Linked DNA regions of Mus musculus: region 2 is linked to region 1. The links are chromatin contacts, called in public Hi-C maps. All regions are on one chromosome and are shown on one strand. The core of a region is the stretch at or near the end of the contact, and the rest is flanking DNA. Distances in the headings are between cores, read along the strand shown.

What was found. A called contact is a pair of places that touch in the nucleus more often than the background predicts.
Region 2: a Hi-C map of cranial neural crest shows a contact between it and region 1, with 1.6 times the contacts expected there. The contact joins two enhancer-like sites. A contact is called at or near these places in 1 of 15 datasets of contacts at CTCF or cohesin (the NIH/3T3 cell line), 1 of 484 Hi-C or Micro-C datasets (cranial neural crest), 3 of 115 datasets of contacts at active chromatin or transcription factors (the NIH/3T3 cell line, embryonic fibroblasts and fibro-adipogenic progenitors) and 1 of 9 other capture datasets (embryonic tail).

What each region holds. Positions count from the first base shown.
Region 1 is chr1:163,372,042-163,377,163 of GRCm38.p6, forward strand. No RefSeq gene overlaps it. Among named protein-coding and RNA genes, the nearest start is that of Gm24940, 28 kb to the right of the region's middle. Within about 2 kb of position 2,635, at least 19 of the 459 cell types and tissues checked have an H3K27ac peak or open chromatin away from gene starts, as enhancers often do.
Region 2 is chr1:163,841,126-163,846,247 of GRCm38.p6, forward strand. All of the region lies in intron 10 of Kifap3 (kinesin-associated protein 3), which reads left to right. Among named protein-coding and RNA genes, the nearest start is that of Kifap3, 64 kb to the left of the region's middle. Within about 2 kb of position 2,191, at least 5 of the 459 cell types and tissues checked have an H3K27ac peak or open chromatin away from gene starts, as enhancers often do.

The DNA.
Region 1 (5,122 bases), core at 1,385-3,884:
TGTACAATAGAATGTTGTCCATAGTTTAAACAGCAACAACAACAGAAACCAGGTATTGTGGGCCAGTGAAATAGCCTAGTGGATAAAGACACCTGCCACCAAGTCTACATCCCATTCCCACAATCTAAACGGTAAGAGAAGAGAACCAACTCCCACACGTTTTCTTCTTACCTCCACATTTGCATCATGGCATGCACATGGCTCCACACACATGCACACACTAAATAAAACTTTCAAAATAATGACTTCTTCAAAATGATTAGCAGAGAATAGTTTAAATATTCTCAGTACAAAAATGAGAAGCCTCTGAAATACTACACAATGCACACTCAAGTGGCTGGATCTAGCCATTCGTCAGCTCAGGAGACAGTAATATATATATATATATATATATATATATATATATATATATATATATATATATTAATACATATATATTATGTATATATGTATTAATAATACATAGTAATATATATAATATATGTATAGTAATATATATATATATATATAATATATATATTAGTCAGAAACAAGAACAAAAATCCCACTGAAGAAGGAATCAACAGATTCATTTTCTCAAACCTACAGTAGAGATAACTCTAGGAGAGATTAGCCAGGCTTAATTAACTAGCTGTCAGGACTGTCCCACAAGATTGGCACCTGGGCATGCTGAGATTTCACCAGCCTAGCAAGGGTCACGCTTACTCATTGTACACAGCAAGAGGACATTAGAATCAGAGAGGTAGGAGCTCTGTATCAAGTACTCTATGCTAGAGCCCTGCACCATCTTGGAATGGTGACTTCAACTTTCTGAAACATGTTCTTCATTTAAAAAAAAAATGCCTAATCCTTTTTGGGAGCTGGTGTAAACAGTAAAAGACCATCCTGTTGCCAGATACAGCTTGGGAACACTTCGTGCATGTAAATCTGGCTCTTAAATGTGATCATTTAGGATGAACAGGCACTTGTGGAGAGTTCAGCTCAAGTCTGACAAACGGGAAGCTGCCATTTATTTAGTAAACCAAATGGGACCTTTGATGCATTATGTAAAATATGTACTACAAACCAAATCAATCCCCCAAGATCAGGCCGTCTCTGTTTCCTGATTACTGATGAGAGTCAGAGGGTCCACAGTTTCAATCAAAGAGCAAGACCCACATCCTGATGTTCCCAAGAAGGAAAGAGCTCAGAAGTCAGTAACCACTCAGGACTGTAAGCACAGTGTGTGGCAAACGGAAAAGTGAATGTGTGGTGGTGAACAGTAAGCAAAAACGTCAGAAAAGTTTCCCATCAAATGTTTACAAATGACAGAGAATGCTATTAAGTCAAGCTTCAGAAACAGGTAGAAGATGGGAAACAACCACCAGACAGTTTTCCCCCAAACACACTGGAGTGAGGAAAAACCCAGATCAATTCTCTCTGACCAGTTTACACAATTGGCAAAAGGGAATAATGCCTGTGGTAGCTTGGTTGGTGCTCTGTGTCTGATGTTCAGAGAAGAAATGAGAAGCTGAAACCATTTATCCAATAGAGTAATATGGAATGACAGAATCAGGAAGACACCAGTGTCAGCTAGGTATGGTGACTTATACCTATGAGTTCGAGGGTAGCTTGATCTATGCAGTGAATTATAGGCTAGCCAGAGCTATATAATGAAAGCCTGTCTCAAAATCTGAAGTAGAATAAACAAAAATATATACCAATATCAAAATCTGAAGCTTAATAAGAACTCAGTATGATTGGCAAGAGTCACTGTTTCTAGTATATACTGTCTCCTGAGTCTCAGGAATGGCTAAATCTATCTAGTTAAGCATCTATGATATAGACAAGAGTCATCTTGAAGGATGAGCTAGCAGAATACACTAAACCCAAGAGATTCACAGGCTGGAGTAAGAGAAAGCAACAGAAGAGACATGTTCATGCATGTAGCCCCTGTGTCTTCTTGCAGGTTGGTTGGGGCAGAGGGCTGGGGAGTCAGAAGCCAGGTGACAGCCCATTTGGATGCTTGGACTTTGTGCTGAAACCTGGGATAACTGCTCCCTGCTATTTGTTGCACAGCCTCCCGCCTCTGCCCTCCAGTTCTGTTACTGATGCACTTTTGAATAGCTTTGCAGTCGTCTGCATCCTCTGCCCTGAACCTGTGTCGTCCTAGGCTCCCCCATTCTCTTTCGAGATGATTACAAGATTTAAAAGAAAATCCTCATTGATTTCTGCTTCTCTGGTTAGGAAAATGCAAATAAGGGAAAACTAAGAATGCAGGGAGAAAAAAAATGAGGTCCATCAAGCCTGCCTGTAATCACAGGTACCTCATTAGGGCTGATTTATGTTTGGCTAAGTTAGACAATGTTTTTTACCAAAACAGCCCGCTCCTTAATTCTTAGAGCCATGTAGCCTTTCACCCTCAATCTGACTTGAACTACAAATGTGATTTAAACTCTGCAATGCGCACGTTGCCCAAGGCAAGGGTTTAACGTCAGAGTCAAGTTTGCAGTCTTTCACAAAATAGCCTTTCTCACCCTTGTCACTTCTCCAGTTACCAAATCTTTTCCAACCTGTCTGGACCTTCTGAGGCCCGTGCATAAATCAGGAGAGATGTGGGTGGAAATGGCTTCCTTTTCTTCAAAGCAATGTGTACCCACCTCAACAATGGAGTGCTAGCAGTCTGTAATGGTGCATGTGGTTTCCATTACGTCAAGGGGGAAAGCCTGTCCTCACTGCTTCAAATAGTCTGTGGTTTATAGTAACACAGCCTCTCCTCTGGATAAACCCATTCTTAGAAACCCCAAGGTCCTAGGTTAGAATCAAAGGCATCAGGGACTAGGGAGATGGTTCAGTGGCTGAAGTGCTTGCTATGAGAGCCTGAAGGCTTGAGTTTGGATCCCCAGCACCCCCAAGAAAAGGCAAGCCAAGCACAGTGTCACTTCCTCAACCCAGTGAGAGGCAGATAGATGGGCTTGGGAGACAGGAGATTCCTGGAGCTTGCTGGTCAGCCATTCGAGCTGAAGTGATGAGCTCTCCAGGTGCAGTGAGAGACCCTGCGCCTCCCAAATGAGGAGAGTAATCAAAGAAGACACTCAGTAATAAACTCGGGCATGTAGGATATGTAGGAGGGGCACGCACAAAGGCACACACAAGCATAAAGAACAGAGAGAACATTCACACACACATTCAACATACATGTCCTACATACATACATGAACATATACACACATGCACACATGTAAACACACACACACACACACACACACACACACACACACACACGGCAAGGAGAGAAAGAACTATTTCATGTCTCAGATCAAGTCTCTTACTTTGAAGAACAGAGAGAGAGACTGAAGACGCTGTGACTTGGATGTTTTGCATGGTCTCTGAAAGAGTGATGCTGCCCTGATATTTCTGACTTCAAATACCGCTATTCTTGAGGGATTTCAGACAGAGGCCGTTTGCAGCCTGAGCCAGAATGGTCATGGCAGGCCTGGTTACAGACACGAGACATGAAACCTCGGGGCACCAGGGCTGCATTTGCAGTTTTCCTTGCTTCTTCCTCCTTCCCCTTCCATCCTTCCCTGTTACTTCTCCATTTTCCTTCCTTCTCCTCCCATCGTTCTTCCCCTTCTCTCTCTTCCTTCCCCAGTCAGTGTTGTCCTTACTGTGGCTTCACCTTTGACGTCGAGTTTCATTGTGCATTCGAATGAGCAGGTGGAGCACTTAAAGCAATCACCCAGGGGCACTTCAGTTTGTTGTTTTCCCTGAGATTATGTTATACTCACTGTGAGCTTGCGTCCCTTGGTGAGGAGCAGCATTTGTAGACAACTGGAGCGACAAATAGATATGTTCCATGCCAAGGAGAGGCAAGTAACAGGGAAATGGAGAGGTAATAGCAAACCATGCACCAAAATTCCTTGCATAAGTGATGTGTGCATAAATTCTGTCTTCCAAATTTATAGGAGAGAGACAGAGACAGAGAGACAGAGACACAGTCAGACCAAGAGAGACAGAGACACACACAGAGGAAAAAAAATATTTCCTATGCATCAAATCATCAATTCATTCAATGAACATTTATTGAGTTGCTTTGATTCTAGGAACTCTTGTAGATATGACATAAAACAGTAAACACAAAGATACACCCTGACTGGTTTACTTTGTAGTTTCAGGGACCAGGCATTTTGGATATGTAACTTTGATGTTCTCAAGGACTCTTAAACTAGATATTATTTCCAGTTTACACACACAAGAAAAATAAAACCTCAATGATGTTAAAGTACTGTGGTTTAGTAGAAGAGCCTGGATTTTTAAACCAAGTCCATCTGATTCCAAAGCCTGTATGCTTTCCATTAGATAATATGGTGTTTAGAGTCTAATGAAATCCTTCCAGAGAGATAACATAGGAAGTGACGTCTAGGTTAAGTGTCAATTGAGCAATCTGACAAAGGGCTGAGAAGTTCCATGAAATTCCTGTGAGGGCACAGAGTCTGAAAGGCAGATGTAACTAGGACAGAAGAGAGAAGGGACACTGAGCCACCAAGCACATAGAGTGCAGGGATAGAGTGGTGGTCCCATTTAGGGACAGTGTGTAGAAATGGAGTAAATGAAAAGAAAGATTCTCATAGTAGATCATCTAGAGGCAGAAGCAAAAAGGAAGGTCTAGGACATAACAACAGCTCAGATCATTAGAGCATGAAAGGTTGGACTTAAACTCTTGACGATAAATAATCAGCTATTACTTTATGAAATCTTCCCCATTCAAAGTCACCTTGTTCTTTGAAATGGAGAATGGTTATGGACCTATTTTTAGATATCTTTGAGCGACACCAACTAATAAAAATGCTTGTAAATTTCTGGACAGAATGTCTAGCACATGATTAGACTCCCCATTCTGCTTATATGTTTTAATACAAGGGCAGAGTCTTCTTTGAGCAGGCGTGGTGGTGCTCCTATAACTGGATACATAAGTATTGAGCCAATAAAGCTGGTTGAAGAATGTGAGAAATTTATCTAGTACATGAAGTCATTGTTTCATATTTGTCTGAAGCTCCCAATGGACTCTGAATCCCAGATCTTTGCTCCCCTCTGCTTTCCACATTGCCTGTTCCCATGAGGAGACTCTTTTGATATCAGC
Region 2 (5,122 bases), core at 941-3,440, 470 kb after region 1:
GCACCCTCATAGTGGCTTACAAATGTTTACAACTCCAGTTCCAGGGAGTCCAGCACATTTTTCTACCTCCACAATCAACAGACACCATGGTACACACACATGAAAACAGCCAGATAAAATAATAAATGAAAACAGCAAGAAAAGGAAATTAAACGCAAATTTTGAACAAAACCCTCCAGTAACTTAACACATCTCCAAGGCAGAGCTCTCGCAGTGCCCTCCAGATATGCAGTGCTCTCCAGAGATGCGTGTGCTGTTCTACCTCCCAGCTTCTGGGCATCTCTGATGGTTTTCTCCCTCCCTCCTGTGGAGGCCACAATGGCTTCCTGGGCTGAACTCAACAGGAAACGCTCCTTCACTGCTCCTCATTCCCTTTGCCTGAAACATCAATTCCTACTATTTCGTGTGGCCTAGTCTCTTGTCTCCTTCCTGCCTAATTTTAATAACAGTTTTAAACCTTGGATCTTGATTTCACTTTGCTCTGGCCTTGTTTTCCTTATACTTTGTAATTGCCATATAGTTTATATAATCATCTTGATTTGTCTTGCTGCACTACCAACCTGTGACTACCACTACCGCCCATCAGTTCTCAGGTACTGTAAGCTTCATGAATATAGTTCCCTCACTGGTCCTCACTTCTGTATTCGCAGGACCTAGAACATGATCGGGTGCTTTGTAGACTGTCAGTATTCGGTGCGTGGTTAGATGGGAAATGGAGGAGAGGACACGGGTAGGGAGGTCTGCTCCATGTTCACACATCCTGTCATCCTGTTTAGAAAGTAAGGAAATAAACTAGGACCTATCCAAAAACATTTAGACTAGCTGATGTGAGAAGTATTATATATTGATTCTGTAATTAAAAAGTCCTACAAATGTTCATTGTGATAAAGATGAAGAAAGGAGAGAGATGGTGGTGGTAGCACAGTGACATGTGGTAGCACCACACCCATCTGCGTCATCTATTTTACCTTCCTTAGCATCACAGTAGTACCTCAATCTTACCCATATATTTCACTAAATTCACTTCCGTTAATGTATTGTGTAAGGACAGGAGTCATAGTCCAAGTGTGGCCCACTGAACAGTGCTTGGTTTAACCTGTTACTAGTAGTATTTAATGAATAAGCTCAGAAATTGAAAGTACATATGCAGAAGTTTCCCCCAAAGAAATATGGTGTCCTGAATGTATAAACTATTTTACATTTATTTGTGTGCCCTTTTAAAAAAATTTTATTTTTATTATTCTTTACTAAAGCGTTGGTCCTTAACACTTTGGGAGGGAAATAAAAGCACAGTCTGCCCCCTGTAGGTAGTTTAAGAGCACTACTCAAATCTATAAAACAAGCCGGTTATTCCAGACTTGGCCAAATAAAAGTATGCAAAAGGCTCAGTGGTTAAGAGCACATACTGCTCTTGCAGAGAACCCAAGTTCCATTCCTAATACCTGTATCAGGTGGCTGACATATCCTGTAACACCAGCTCCAGGAACTCTGATGCCTCTGTCTCAAGGCACCTGCACTCTTGTGCATACAGCCCCACAGACACAGATACACATATTAAAAATGAATACTGAAAATAAATATATAAACGTTAAATAAGTAATTAATGTCCTAGGATAACTATTTAATCCATTTACAAGCAAAAATTAGAATGTTTCTTAAAATTTAAAAATCGGATTTATATTTTACATAATTTGAGATTAGCCTGTATTAAGCATTTTAATATACAATTTATGAACCTATATGTAAATTAACTTTAAAAATTAACTCATTCATTTCTCCTGTAACCTTCAGAGTCACACTCTCTGATTCAGGTGTGGCTCTCAATACTATTTGCATGAAGCTTTTCGTATTTAACTTTACATATATTTGTATTTTTTTCTTTTTCTTACTTGTTTTCTTCTTTTTAAAGATGTGGTCTTGCTTTCTGCATAGGCTAACCTAGCCTCAGACCTCTAAGTATTAGATCACAGGATATGCCATTGCACCCAGGAAAAATTACTGTTTGGCCTCTCTCTCTTTTCTTCTCCATAATTTAAATCTTGAATCAAACTTCTATCAGCAGAAACCTTCGTTTTGCAGTTTAAAGTGTATAGCCAGGTCATAATTTCTTTGGTTGGTCTGTGCATGCACTAACGTTATTGGGCTCTCTAGGTTCCAAAGCGTGCATTGAACCAGTTGCACGCTCTCAGTGAGAGTGCTGTGCTGTTAGGGCAGTCTTTGTGGCAGGCTGGTACTCCCAGGGGTTCCTAACCCGTAGGGCTTCATCCAGCTCAGGAGTTTGGGTTTTCTGGTTTAGACAAAGCTGACTGCACTTATTGTTGGCGACCACCAGAAGGTATTGTTGGACTGTAAATTGTGACTATACACACATATATATATGGTTATTTCTTATGACCATTCTTTAAAAAGCTGACAAAATTATTTTCTAACCATCTTTGAAGTTCTCCCACCAGGTTAAATTTATACAAGGTGTGTGTGTGTGTGTGTGTGTGTGTGTGTGTGTGTGTCTATAATTTTCAGTTTACCAACAACATCATAAATGAATGAATAAAATGTATCTCTTTTGTAAAAGAGAAAAAGTGCTTTGGAAGTGGGCTTTTTAGATTCGCTTATTAAAAACTGGAAATGGTCAGATTATTGTTTTCCCATCCAGTTATCTGAAATTAGTTTGCTCTTATGGTAGTTTCCTTTAAGAAAATAAGTTCATTCTTTTAGAGTAAGTTGGTTTTGCCTGGTTATTACCAAACTGTTAGGAAATTTCACACATCTGCTTCAAAAGGCAACTTCCCATAGACTGCATTGTTCAAACTGAATAGCCTCATTTATCCTGTGAATAAACCTACATTTTCTTACCTGATCAAGTGAGCAAACAATAGGGTCAGATGTGGCAAACACTTTAACAGAAAGCACATGTCTCAGTCAGGCTGAGGTACAACCATATCAAGATGCTTGAAGTTATTAATGGCAGTAAAATTTATGCTTCCTCCTGTTTTCCCAATTAAATCAAGGAGCCTTTTTTTTTCCTAAGATTCTTGTACCACCAGCTGGTTCCAATACTGTGTGTGTGAATGTTGCCTGGGCTGTCTCCATGCTCCATGGTGAAATTTGGCACATTAAGTGGCTGGTTTCCACTCTGAGCTAGAAAGTGGTTCTTTTAAAGGGATTTATTTTGGTCTTTATCATTTGTATCTGAAGTGAGCCAGATAATGACAAACAAGTTGCAACAGTATTCTCTGGACATAATAAAAAATTACAAACAAGGTAATAAACTAATTGAAGACAGGTTGAAAATATATTTAAAAGAATGAAACTTTGTCTGTTTTGAATATTAGATTACTTTTTGAATATTAGAGTCCTTGGAATAATTAGTATAAAATTAGCTTAAATTGATTTTTAGCATAATGGTAGATTTGCCAATTTTATTTCTCATTTTGATATGTTAAGCTTGGTTTGTGCTGACCATCGTAACCTATAGGTGCTTTCCGTTTTCCCACTTAACTCTTGCTTTTCAGTTGTTGTATTGATCATTTCAGTTCCTCATCTAGGTGCTGCTGTCAGTAAGTCTATTACAAAACAAAGACCACCCACTAGAACTACAGTCTTGAAAATTGGACTGTCCAAATTCCACTGTAACCTACTTAAATAGTAATTCGTATATATTTGCTGTAATGAACTATGCATAAAATTATATGGAAGTATCTACTAAAGATGTTCTAGGACTGAAGATGTAGCTCGTTGGTAAAGTGCTTATCAAGCATGCCCGGGGCTCTAGTTTCAATCCCTACCACCAGATAAATAATTTTCAATAATAATCTTAAATTCATTTTAGTACATTTTGATATAGAAGATATTTGTATTCAATAATTGCTGCAGATAAATTTTGAGAGGTTGGTTTAACCTGTGGCATACTCTTCATACTATATTATTAATCGGCATTAAGAGCTCTAATTCTATATTAGACTTAGACATGATAGTTGTAGCGTGCTGTATTCTCAGAGCGAACTCGGGTGATGTATCACCTCGGTGCTGCACTGTTCTAGTAGAGGCGCGCTTGGAGTGTTCCACTTTAACTACGAGGACATGGGGTGTAGAAGGGAAGGAGAATCAGGCTAATAATGTGGCTCATCGTGTGGGCGTTCACTGTGATCTAGTGTTCAGCTGGGAAATGGAGCAAGAACAGAACTTTGACTTTATATTCTAATGTTCAAAATTCACATTTCTGTTTGAGTGATCTGTGATTGGAAAATCTCCAGAGTCTTATAAAATTAATGGCCGAGTGACGTTTCTCCTGATCACTTTAGAGATGAAAGAAATAAGAACATTTTAAAACTCAGAACTGATCAGCATGTGTTTTGCCTCTTGCTTGGAAAACCAAGTATAAGAGCAGCCCAGAAAACTGATTTTTCTTCCTGCTTTAGCTGCTCCAGCTGAACTATAGCTGTAAATTTCTTTTAAAAGAAAAGGAGGACAAGACTTCATATAAACTCTTGAATGTACTTTATATGTGCAATAATTCCCACAAAATCAGTTATCGGAGTTAATGACCAGTTTGTTAAGGTATTAACTGCCCTCAGCTGGGAATGGCCAATTTTGGGGAGAACGGCTGCACAAATGCTAAGATAATTCAGTAACACATTGGAATAATGACCCAGCTAGTTAACGGTGAAGTCCTGTGGAAATCCTATCAAAGTGCTTAGACCTCTGCATTTAATAGCCAGTGAGTTCATCATGATTCATGTTTATTGCCATAAATACCAAAGGAATCATAATGAGTGGGCTGTTTTTTTCAACCCTGCCCTTATTGCTTAAACAGATTTGACTAATTCACATCAGTTATTAAGACATACTTCTCAAAATAGTCCATCTGTCCACTGCTCTGCTCAAAATGCACAGACCTTACCAATGCCCACATACCAATGGCTGGCAGCCTGGTTTTTTCTTGGGATGCCATTAGGGAAAGTTACTATAAATAACTCTAAAAGGAGTGCTCATTTAAAAGCCCTGCCATGAAGAGTATATATAAAACTGTAGTGGTTTAGGTGGGATTTATGGCTCATGAGTCCTGATGAGAAAAATCATACCATCCACCCCATGATTCCTGTAGAAAATGACTGGAAGAACA